Regions from separate parts of the Anser cygnoides genome. Here region 2 is linked to region 1. A link is a contact called in public Hi-C data. All regions are on one chromosome and are shown on one strand. Each heading gives the region's core, a stretch centred on a gene start, on an enhancer-like site or on the middle of the called end of the contact. The rest is flanking DNA. Distances are from core to core; before and after follow the strand shown. Region 1 holds the start of GREM2 (gremlin 2, DAN family BMP antagonist). Region 2 overlaps FMN2 (formin 2).

Region 1 (5,623 bases), core at 1,399-3,898:
TGGACAGTAAGTGGGAACAACTGGAAGACTGGCGTCAAAAGAGCACTCCTGATATGAACCACAACCCTAATATAAATGCACAACCACACCCACGAGCATCTGTGAGAGCGAAGTGAAAGAGCTTATTGTGCAGCTCTTGAAGAGGCTCTTCAGATGTCAGTAAATCTGCACGGCGACTTCGACTGCTCAGGTTCGTACTTCTACATGCAGTGCTACTAAACTTATATTGAAATAGTTCTAGCTCAAGCATCAGATGCTGGTAAGTTGGAATTTGCCAGTTACCAAGTTTATCAAGAAAAATCACAGCAGGACTGAACTATTTATTACAAAAGCGGATGGCCCAGATCTACTTGATTAACACTTGCATAAACATTGACAAATGATGACTGAAACCCATCAGTTTCCACAGGACTGGATATATCTATATACCTCAGCTGGCAATTCAGATTATTTTTTACCCTCACCTGGTACTATGGAAAGAAACAAAAATCCCCTCAGTTAAATTCTTCAATTTCCTATGCATTTGTTCTATTCCACACTGAAAGTCATGTTTCACGACAGTCTATTTGAAAGACAAACAAAAAGTAAATAGATCAGCTAAACCAATCAGCTCAAAATCTAAAGTTAATGGCATTTATTTTTGTGCCACCCTTTCAGAGCCCCTTCTGATGCTTTTCACTGCCTTCACGCCCCTTATCATCCCGCACGGGAAGTTGAGCAAACCTCGCTGTTACCAGACACGCTTCCCCCCGAGCACCAGAGCTCTGCGTGCACAGTGTGCGGCATTAAATGCAAGAAAGCAAAATGCTACCAGCTAGATCTGTCCCTCATTCCACAACACATTTAGCAAATGGGTCTGCCCTCATCAGTTTCACAGTAATCACACACAGTTTTTCAGACTTTAGGACTTTGCTGCCCTTCTTGGACAGCGGCAGTTCATGGGGACTGTGCAAGAAAAGAGAGGTCCCTTGCTCTGAGCCTGGGTACTGAGATTGAACCCTGATTCCCAGTAATAACCAGACTTCTTGCGTCTGTCCAGTTATTTTGTAAGGGCTCTGCTATCAAATCTTAGAACAGTATTGTTTATCCTCAGTATTTGCAAAAGCCAGCCTGGAAACTATGCATGAAGGTTAGCAAGTGAAGCATCTGTGTCAAAATATACCAGGCAGCACATACTTCTTGGAGTTCAAGCAACAAATTAATCCCCTCAGGAAGCACAGTATCTGTATTGTATCTGTGCTGGCGGGAAGTAAAGACTCTGAAGTCATGCTGATTTCTCCCTGCTTTAGTGAGAAACAGCCTTGAAGCGGCCTGATAAGCAGCCTGCTAATTAGGGCTGTGTGCAGGCATTGCCGCTTCTTGCACCTGTTGCTTGGTGATTCCCAGGAGGGCTATGGGATTCCTGGCCTGGGGGGTTTTCCTCGGGGGATGTCTGCCACTGCCGTGGTAAGATGGAAGCTCACCTGATGGTGGTCATTGGGCTTTCATTCAGTTTATTCCCCCCGCTTTTGCAAAAAAAGAGAGGTTTAACTTGTTACAAGCTGTTAATTTCGTCCTCAAAAATCCACCGAAAGTTATATAACCGCTTTCACAATAGTAAGCTAAAAATAAGAGTTGTTCAGCCAAATGCCAGTGCAACTTTTTACAGGACCTGTGACTCCAATTCTGCAAGACCTGTGAGAATGCAAATATTTCCTTAGCTTCAGCACAAAGTCAGGTGGGCGCTCCTTGTGAGACAAGAAGTGGGTTTGGATCATTACCGTCATTCGCACAAGGAACAAGCGGCGTATGTATGCACTTGTATGGATTTCCAGCTCCCGACTTAAAGTAGTGCTGCTCGCTCTTGGAGCTGATCCCTCCTGGGCTTTCATAATCACAACCCATCATTAACCCAAAGCAAAGAAAGCACGGTACAAAGGGGCACAGGTTTCAAGCGCGAGGGGGTGGGCGGCTTTTCTCTTTTTGTTTTTTTCTTTTTTTCTTTTCTTTTTTTTTTTTTTCGTATTTTGCTGCTGCTTCCCCTCGGGGAGCGTGGGGATGGGACGCCGAGGGGCTTGTGCCCCGCAGGTGACTCGGAGCGAAGCCGCCGAGCCCCGGCGCTGCCGGGACCCGGCCCCGGCGCCCTTGGGCACGGAGACGCCCGCGGGGCCCCGCGTTGCCCCCGGCGGGGCCCGCGCAGAGAGCGCGCCCGGGGGCGGCGCCGCGGGGCGGCCCCGCGATGTCAGCACCGCGACGGGTGTCGGAGGGCAGGGGGCGAGGAGGAGGAGGAAGATGGGGGGGAGCGGGCGGGCGGCCGCGGGCCGGTGCTGGCTCGGCGCCCCCCCGTACCTGCAGCGAGGCGGGGAAGGGTCTGCGGCGCGCTCCGTCCTGCCGGCTATAGATCCAGAGGCGGCGTGCAGCGGGGTCGCCGTCGTCGCCCGCCGGCGGTGGTGCGCAGCCCCGGCGCGGTGCAGATGCCCATAGGCGCCCGCTGCGGGAGCGCGGTGCCCGGAGCGAGCGAGGCGGCTTCGCCGGGTCCCAGCTGCGGAGGGGGGAGCTCGGCACTGGCTCCTCTCAGCCACTGCCCGAGGAGAGGATCAAGCCCCAGCTTTCGATTGGCTCCGGTGGCCAAACAGCTCACACCAGCCTCCCTGCCCGCCCGCCCGCCCGCCCGGCTCCCCGCCCGCCTCCCCTCGCCGCCGGCCGCACACACTCCGCTCGGCCCTGGCAGCCCCCGGGCTGTGCGCGGCCCCGCCGGCACGACGAGCCCCCCGCCGGCACGACGAGCCCCCCGCCCGCCCCCGAGCCCCCCGGCCGTGCCTCCGCGGGGGGACCGCCCGCCCCAGCTCCCCCGGGAGAGCACCCGCGGGTCCCCCGCACGCCGTCCCCCCCCTCGGGCCCGAGGACCTGCGCTCTAAGCGCCTGTGACATTCGGTGTCATGCTCGAGATCCAGCCTCGCTGGTGCTGGGAACGTGTTTTTAAATATCCCTAGCGAGTAAAATTAAAAGCATGCAGAACCCGACCACCTGAGGGCTCAGTCTGAGGTAGGACAAAGCGGTCTTTGCCTAAGTTCAGTTTGCTTTTCTTAACGCTGTTTGGGTTCCTAGCCCTAACTTGGTCAAATCCACGTCAAACCGTGGCATGCACAGAAAATAAAATCAGGATGCTAAGCCTCCTCTTCCTGAACCCAGGGTTATTAAATCGCATTGGCTGTGACTGTCATTTCCCGGTGCATCTTTGATGTTGGTATCCCCCTTTTGCTCGGGATGACTTCAGTGGCCTGTGGAAAAGGCGTTTCTCTCCCACAGACTTGCTATTGTATAAAGTCAAATCTTAGACCTGTCTTCTGGGGGAAACAGCAATCCTTTGGTTTCAGCATGGCCCTCTGTTTAAACAACAATACAGTAGAATGAGATAAATAGGCCCTTTGGGTTTTCTCAGCGCAGGAAGATGTTGTAATATTTCCAGTAAACATGTTGGCAAAATTGCTTATTAAAAATTAGGGAGAACAAAATGATCAGTTATAACAGATGCACTCTTAATTAATGCAGTGACCTGCATTTGACTGATGCTGTTGAATTAAGAAATGTCTGTGCCTGATGGTACATCAGGTGCCATTAAAAGTCAACATTTATCCAAATTTGGCAGACCGTAGCATTTGAAACACAGCGAATGGAGTTGCTGAGATACCTTTGCATCCCAGCAGCATCTCTACATTTTTAAATGGTAACCTTCAGAACATTTCAAATTGATTCAGGTTTTATTGTTGTTGTTTGGTGTATTTTTTTTTTTATATTTAAAATAAGATGCTATTTCGCCCTCTCTAGAAAGAGTGCATGCTTTTGTCTCTTCGGGGTATGCACAGCTAGCTATCAAAATGTTTTTGTTTATTTTTTATTCAGGCAAAAGTCAAAAAAATAAAAATGGAAATATTGAGAAATATATGAAAACAGAGATGTTTATAAATATCCATACTTGAGGTCTAATCGTCCCTCATTTTACCAGCTTTATTAGCGAAAACATCCCCCAGTGAATTCAGTGGATCTATATGTCTGGAACACAAAAGTAACTAAAAAAATCCTCCTGTTTCATTATTATTATGTATGTTTCCATCACATATTACCCATTTATTTTTCCCTGAGAGAAATGAAATCACTAGCTCAGAGATCAAGCCAAGTTGTGACCTCATGGCCCTCCATGGCCCTCCAGGCTCATGACCATGGCCCTCCAGGCTCAGCCACAGCAGCCACTGTATCCCCATGACCCCACTGGCACCTCTGCAGCAGGCATGTTTCTTCCTGCACATTCCTGATCCAAAAGACTGGCTTGTCTTACTTCAGTATTTCCTAAGTCAAAAAGTGATGCCTGCCTTCAGTCTGGCTTTCTCCCAGGAAGAGTCCTTACACCATTTTCAGACCCTTTTTTTCAGCCTCCCCTTTTTCTCCCTTCATGGACGGTTGGCTGTGGCATGGTAAGGCAGATGGCCTCCAGCTGAGCACCTGCTGAAGCAAACACTGTGGCAGGCTGTTCCCGTAGGCCTCCTTCCAGTCATGGGTTTTCAGATGTATTATCCCATCATCTCTATGCAAATTTTATCTCCTGCTTATCTTTTTTTTTTTTTTTTTTTTTTTTTGGGGGGGGGGGGGGGAAGCTCTGAACCTGCTACAGGAAGAAATTCTTTGTGGTTCTCCTTATGACCTTAGATCTTTCTGTGGTGAAATGGTCTTGGGACTTCATAAGGTTTTGTACTTCCAGAGTTGCTACTTCGCGTTATCCATTCTCAACACCATGTTTGTTTCCTTCCCGTTTAGTTTGGATTCCTTTACAGCACTGATTAGTCTTGTTCAATTTAATAGCTTTTAACCTGTCCGTTTTATTTATGTCTGCTTAAGTGCTTATTTAATCTTTTCCTTTATAACTATAATGACCTTCCACAGGTTACTATAATCCTAGAAGGTATGTGGGGAATTTAAAGATTTAAAAGTTGTTTGACTTCATTTTTTTTTTATTTTTTTTTCTCATTATATGACTAATTTCTAAATTAAATGTTTGGGTTTTGTGAATATTCCTTCCAATTATCTACTAGTAGGGCTAACTGAAACATTTTCTTTCCAAAACAACTTTATTTTTTTTACGACTTTGTTAGTGAGAACTGCAGTGGGTGTTGATCTGACATGGAAAATACATAACATGTTTATTCTCTGCTCTGGTGTACACCATAATTTTATGCCATAAAAATTTTTAATTGGTGTGCGGGCTTTATTTTGATTTTTAAAAGTACAACAGATATATGCTACAGGTAGCAGTTACCTAGCGACACCAGTATAAAGCACATTTGTGTTGATATTACTGCATCTTTCCTACAGTGTGGCAGCCTGACTTCTATTGTATGCCCTACTTAAATGAACATACTAACCTTTTAACATCCCTTGGCAATTACAGAGGCAGCCACTCAGCAAACTGATGAAGCATATACCTGTTTTTAATCTACAGATTTCATGACTGCATTCTCCTTCTGATCTGGCCATTCTTCAGGAATGACTGTTGTTCATATCTTGTGTCTCCCACTGAGACAAAGCCCAGACAACCGGTACCCATCTCCTTCACGGTGAGGACTATATCTCTGTCACTGCCATTACAGCA
Region 2 (5,623 bases), core at 1,306-3,805, 45 kb before region 1:
GAGGAAGTCTGCAGGCAGAAAAAGGGGAAATCACTGTACAATATAAGACCAAAACATGACTCCGGAATTGTAAGTAAAAACTGTAGCTATACTTCTGTTCCTATCATTCATCCTACCTCTTTCTCATTGACTTTTATACGTATGTTATTCTTGATATACTTTGTTCTTTTTTTTTTTTAAATGCTTCCATAAACGGTGTTAACTTGTTAGATTAACAAAGTAGTTTGAATGCTGCCTGGTAATGTTACTCCACAAAATAGACATAGCACAAGCAAGAGTAGCACATTATTGATCTGTCCTGCCAATCTGTCTGCATCTCAGTCTTGATGTGGGATGCACCTGGATGGGAGAAAGGTAGTTACAGTCTTCAAGCTTATTCAGTCTGAAATTACTTGTTTCTAAACCTACAAAATGTAGGGAAAGTTCATGATAGTATGCATTTTTCAAGTTGGATCTCTGTGTCAAGTACTAGTGGCTTCTGTTCCACTGACCTGTATGTCTTTGGAACAGCAGCTCTAGGAAAAGATAATACTGTGCTCTGATGTTCTCCTAAAAACAGATAAATAAATTTAATGATAGAGGAGTAATTCTTGTCAATTCAGTGAAAATTTTCCACTATGATTGCCAAAACATTGGTAGGATCATGACTTATTTTACAACATATTAATTTTCCTCTGGCACCTCACATTAAAATTATATCTGTAGCAACTGGCCATCAATTATATTTGTAAAATCTTATAACAGATGATTTTTTCATGTGCCCCCCAAGCATTATTTAATTGCTTTTTGTTTTTTTGTCATGGTTATTTTACTATGACGCATCTGTCAGATGAAGCAGGTTGTAATTTACTTTGTTCCAACTAGCATAATCTGAAACATGAAGATATGATATGGCATTTGTTTCTTAATGTTAAGAGGTTTAGCTCCAAAAAATAGTGGTGTATTTAGGGAGTTCTGGCTGTGGTTCATGCCACAGGAAATGTAAACAGGGTAACAGCTTGGTTAGGAATGATAAACTAGATTTTATTTTATCAATTTTATTTGAAACTGGATCAAGAGGCTTTAAAAAAAAATAAAATGTTAGTTTGGATTTCTCCATCTCCCCTGCATCTTGCTGAATGTAAAGCACTGAGATATAGTTTCTAAAAATAACTATAGGCTTAGTTATTCCCGTATCATTACCATTATTATAGTCACTGAAACTTGGACTTACAGGTAGGCCTGAATATCAGGATCTTGGTTCATTTACCACTGCAGTCACTCCCAGTTACTGAAAATTTGATACAGTGAAAAGGGAAGTAAACAAAATATTTCACAAGCAGTGTTTAGCTGCACTTTACTTCCGTTCTAGTTTCAAATGGATGTTATTTGTGAATTAAACTCCAGAGTAAGTATAATTCAATGTTAGCCTATGTGTTTATGTGCTTTACATATTTGTGTGATATTTTTATGTATACTCAGTTTCTGCTTTTTTTTATTATTTATTATTTTTCAGAAAGCCAAGATAAGTATGAAAATCTGAGAGAAGAAAAGCAAAAGCCATTGTTACCTGGTTACCAAAACTCAACATGTCTGTGGGTGGGGGGGTGAAGGGGAAGGAAACTACATCATCCTGATCATTTGCTTTCTTGACCTTTTTGAATTCGCTTTTTGTTCTCTAGAGTTTTCCACCAATTGATGTGTTAATATACATTCATGAATGAGTGTGTAATCACTTTAATGGAGTGCCCAGCAATAGACTAGGTATGGACTTGAAACACCTTCCCTGTACTCTGTATCTCCTTTTCCACTCAAAAATGATATTTTGTTAAGTGTATGGTATATTACAAATAGGCCAAGTCAGCATGCATAAAAAGCAGCATCTGCATCAGTTCTGAACATGCTGGAAATTGCATTAAGTTGAACTTCATAAGAATGCTACTTGATAAAGTAAAACATTTCCATTCCTACTGGCAACATCTGTCTAACACAAATACTTCACGGCACTGCACTTAGATTAGGGAAAGAAATGTTACTCCTAGTGAATTGTTTGTATCCGTTTCATGTTGGCATTTGTAGTTTGTATTTTGAATTGTTAAGTGCTGTTTATACAGTATAATCAATGCTTTCCCAACTCGTTTGGTTGCCCTCCATGACTAAATATTTGTGGAACAAGATGTTTACTATAACTATCTTTAAAATCGATAAGGCAGCATACTTTTACTTCATCTTTTGCCAGATAGTGAATGTCAGGTGGTAATGGTGAGGTCAGAAATCCAGCATTTAAAAAAATAAAAATGAAAAGCAGGAAAATACAGAAAAGCACAGAAGTACTATGGAGAGTATGAGAGAGATTTGGCTATTATAGTTTGTTAACATTATAAAGTAGCAAATACTTTTACATGAACTTTAGAAGGTGTAGTATAGTTTTAACTGCTGATCAGTTACGTCAGGCAGGCTTTCGGTCACATGTACATGAATTCCCTTTTGGAATTAGCTTTGCAGTTAATTTAAAACTCCTTTAGAGAGCCATTAAAAGATGCACATGGAGACTGACATTTATGGAAAACAGTAGCCAATTCTAGTGACAGACTTAAGACTACCAACTAATTGACATCTCAATTTCACACTTAATGTAATTGCAGACTTTTCCTCCAGGCTTTCAGCCTCCCTGCCTAGGAGGTCAATGATTGAAATCTATGACTTAGGGCTTCCATTTTAGACCACGTGCTTAATTCCTATTTTCAATCCAGAATTTACTATATCAGCCTTGATATGCTCAACCAGTAACAACCCGTTCCTCTGGTCTTAAATAGCCCCAAACCAATCAGCCTGATTGATAATGTTTTGCTTTCATGGCTGGCTTTTCCTGAAGTAACCAGTGTGTGCAATTGAACTAGATGCACATGCTCACAGCCTTGGAGCCTGAAAGATGCTGGGGTAAAGCAAATGAGGTCTAACCTGCTGGGGTGTGTTGTTCCCTGTCTAATCTAGCACATTATGAGACATTCCTAGTGGTCCAGAGGCTAATATATTATACAAGGTGTCATATATTATACAAGGTGTCTATATTATACAAGTGTGAAATTTGACCTCAGGAATCTGTTATTCTTCACATATACCAAGCACTAGAAATGATGTTTTTTTTCACTATGTGAAAAGCAAGTCTCCTGTTGCTGACAAACCTATTTGAAATTCTGTTGTTGTAATAATTTCTGGCAGGGATATAAATTACCAAGAATAGAGTTCTAAAACTTTGTGTTGATGGGAGTAACATTACTATTTGGGGAAGTGAAAAGAAGAGATTATTTGTTGTTACAACTAATTTATGGAAAAAAAAATCTTTAAAAAATAAAGCTATTTTAATGGCACTGATTCAAATCCATGTTTGTATTTATGTAAACAGTAGTCTTTTCCTCTTAACTTCGCTCCTAAGTGCAAGGATACAGTAGCATGTTTTCATTTGTAGCCTTCCTGTTTCCTTCAGTACCTACAGTATGTATATTACTATACTAAATGAAATAATAGATCATCTAACAAAGATCACTATGTGCAATACTGTATTTAGTGTTTCTATTTCAATTTTTTTTAGAATGTTAATTTATATGAAAATAAAATGAATAATAACAAAATAGTTGCCTTCTCTCTTCACTCTCAGGCTCTGCTGTAGTTTGCTTGCAACCATTCACTCCTGAAGCACCACTTCTCGTCAAGGAAAAACCTTTGCGAAGGGATCAGTAGAAACAGGGATTCTCTTTCCTTGCCATTTGGAAGCACAGTGACAGTAATTCCAGGTTATGTAGACATATGACTTCTTCCCTGGATGGTGATAGTGAGGACCTTCAGAGTCCTTTAGCCAGTCAGACTGTATCACTCACTTCTCTGGCTTGTGCATACCTTCCAGTAGTGCATTAGGCTTAGGTGGTTCAAATCCATCTCTTTGCAGCTGTGGAGCTGATTTGATACTCAATAGAAGCCTGACTGCATTCTTACTACAAAGGCGCCTTTAACCTGTTCCTATTAACACTGCCTACAGTGCCTGTTCCTATTAACACTGCCAACAGGCTCATGAAATTCCTATCAGGACAAAAACATGCTTTCAAAAGTATTATCTGCATACTATGTCTTTTGTATGCAAATTTATGAAAATATGTATATGTTTTACATCATTAAAGACACTTCATATATGTCCAACAACCTTGTAGTACTGTTACGTACATATTAACATAAGTACGTGCTACCCTTTTCACAGGATCTGCAATGCAGATGCTAAAAGTTATTTGCAATTCTGTCAAAGGCTGACTGCAGCTGGCAGTACCATGCTATGATTTGAAGAAACAAGCTGCTATGTAGCTTTTCTTCTTTCACTGTGCTCTGGCTCAACCTATTTGAGCATGTCTCTTGAAAACAGGTTGGAAACAGTTATTTTTAACTTCTATACAGAGTAAAGTGGCCCATTATGTGCAGCATCATAGCTGACCTACAGCACTCCCAGAGTGGAATCCCAGACTAACCCTCACCATTGCTATTTCGTTCAGTGACACACTTGGCTTTTCACAGAATTCTGGCCTAATGTTATTTTGTTTGTTTGGGTGTGTTTGGTTTTTTAAGAGGTGGAACAGCCTTTTAGGTCCCTTCACCCCCTGTTTATTGCAACATCAAACATGCCACAGGTTCTGAACCTTTGTTGATTGTGAACCCCATATATCACTCAGTTACTTAAATTGCAGCAGCTAAATAAGGACTTTCATACCTGAGCAGTGGATGTAACATACTGAGTATGAAAATAAAAGTCTGGCTTTTATGAGGAGCTATGAAGATTTGTGTTGTTTTGCTTTGCAAATTAAAGTCTTTCAGAAGCACGGTACTTTGTCATGTGTGTTATGACGCAGTAGTGGTTAGCTTTTTTGTAGCAACTTTCATCATCCCAAAGCACTTCCAAAAGTCAGTTAAGTATTAACCAACAGTGGCATTGGGAATGCAATTAGTAATATCTTCCATATGTTGTCATTTTTTCTTGCCTGATTTCCCAGTGATCAGCTTAAGAAGTTGGAAGCAGTTATTAATTTCATTGAGAGAAGATGTAGCAAGTCTTTTCATTGTCATTATTTTCTTGCATGCTCTAGGTTAATAAGGAGAACTGAGTTTATGCCAAGTCCTTTATATCAGTTTACTTAAGTTACACCAAATTTGAACTGCTGTAGATAGAATAAGTGAAAACTGATAATGCTGAATTTTTCTGAAGATAATGTGAACTGGTCAGCAAAGGAAGAAGACAAAAAAAGAATGCCCAACGTCATTCAGATCTACTGCCCATCAATCAAATGGGACTCATGTTATGGAACAGGTTTTCCAGGTTATTCTCTTGCTTATGGCAGACCCATCTGTATCTGATAAACATTCATCCAACCTACTTGTAAAAGCTTCTGATTGTAAGTCCATTGTCTCAAAAGCATGGTGTCTCTCTGAAGATAAAGGAAGATAAACTTTGTGTTGAGTCAAAACTATTTTCTTATTTATTCTCATCTGTAGCTCAAATTTAAGCTCTTAGAAACTGGGAGTCTTCATTTGTCACTCATCACAGACTGGTGCCCTGCCACATCAGCAGTTCCACAGTGGTGGAGCTAACATTTGTTAGTTGTCT

The links. A called contact is a pair of places that touch in the nucleus more often than the background predicts.
Region 2: a contact with region 1 is called in a Hi-C map of liver, with 2.3 times the contacts expected there. The contact joins the enhancer-like site here to the promoter of GREM2 in region 1. A contact is called at or near these places in 2 of 7 Hi-C or Micro-C datasets (both in liver).

Annotation. Positions count from the first base shown.
Region 1 is chr3:40,154,965-40,160,587 of Taihu_goose_T2T_genome, reverse strand. GREM2 (gremlin 2, DAN family BMP antagonist) reads right to left here and starts at 2,648. Exons shown (of 2, transcript XM_048079934.2): 1 at 2,329-2,648.
Region 2 is chr3:40,199,718-40,205,340 of Taihu_goose_T2T_genome, reverse strand. FMN2 (formin 2) reads left to right here. Exons shown (of 21, transcript XM_066993979.1): 20 at 1-69; 21 at 1,496-3,455. The coding sequence ends at 1,522. Among named protein-coding and RNA genes, the nearest start is that of GREM2, 45 kb to the right of the region's middle. Within about 2 kb of position 2,555, at least 1 of the 3 cell types and tissues checked has open chromatin away from gene starts, as enhancers often do. A contact at or near this core is called in liver, where this site is marked.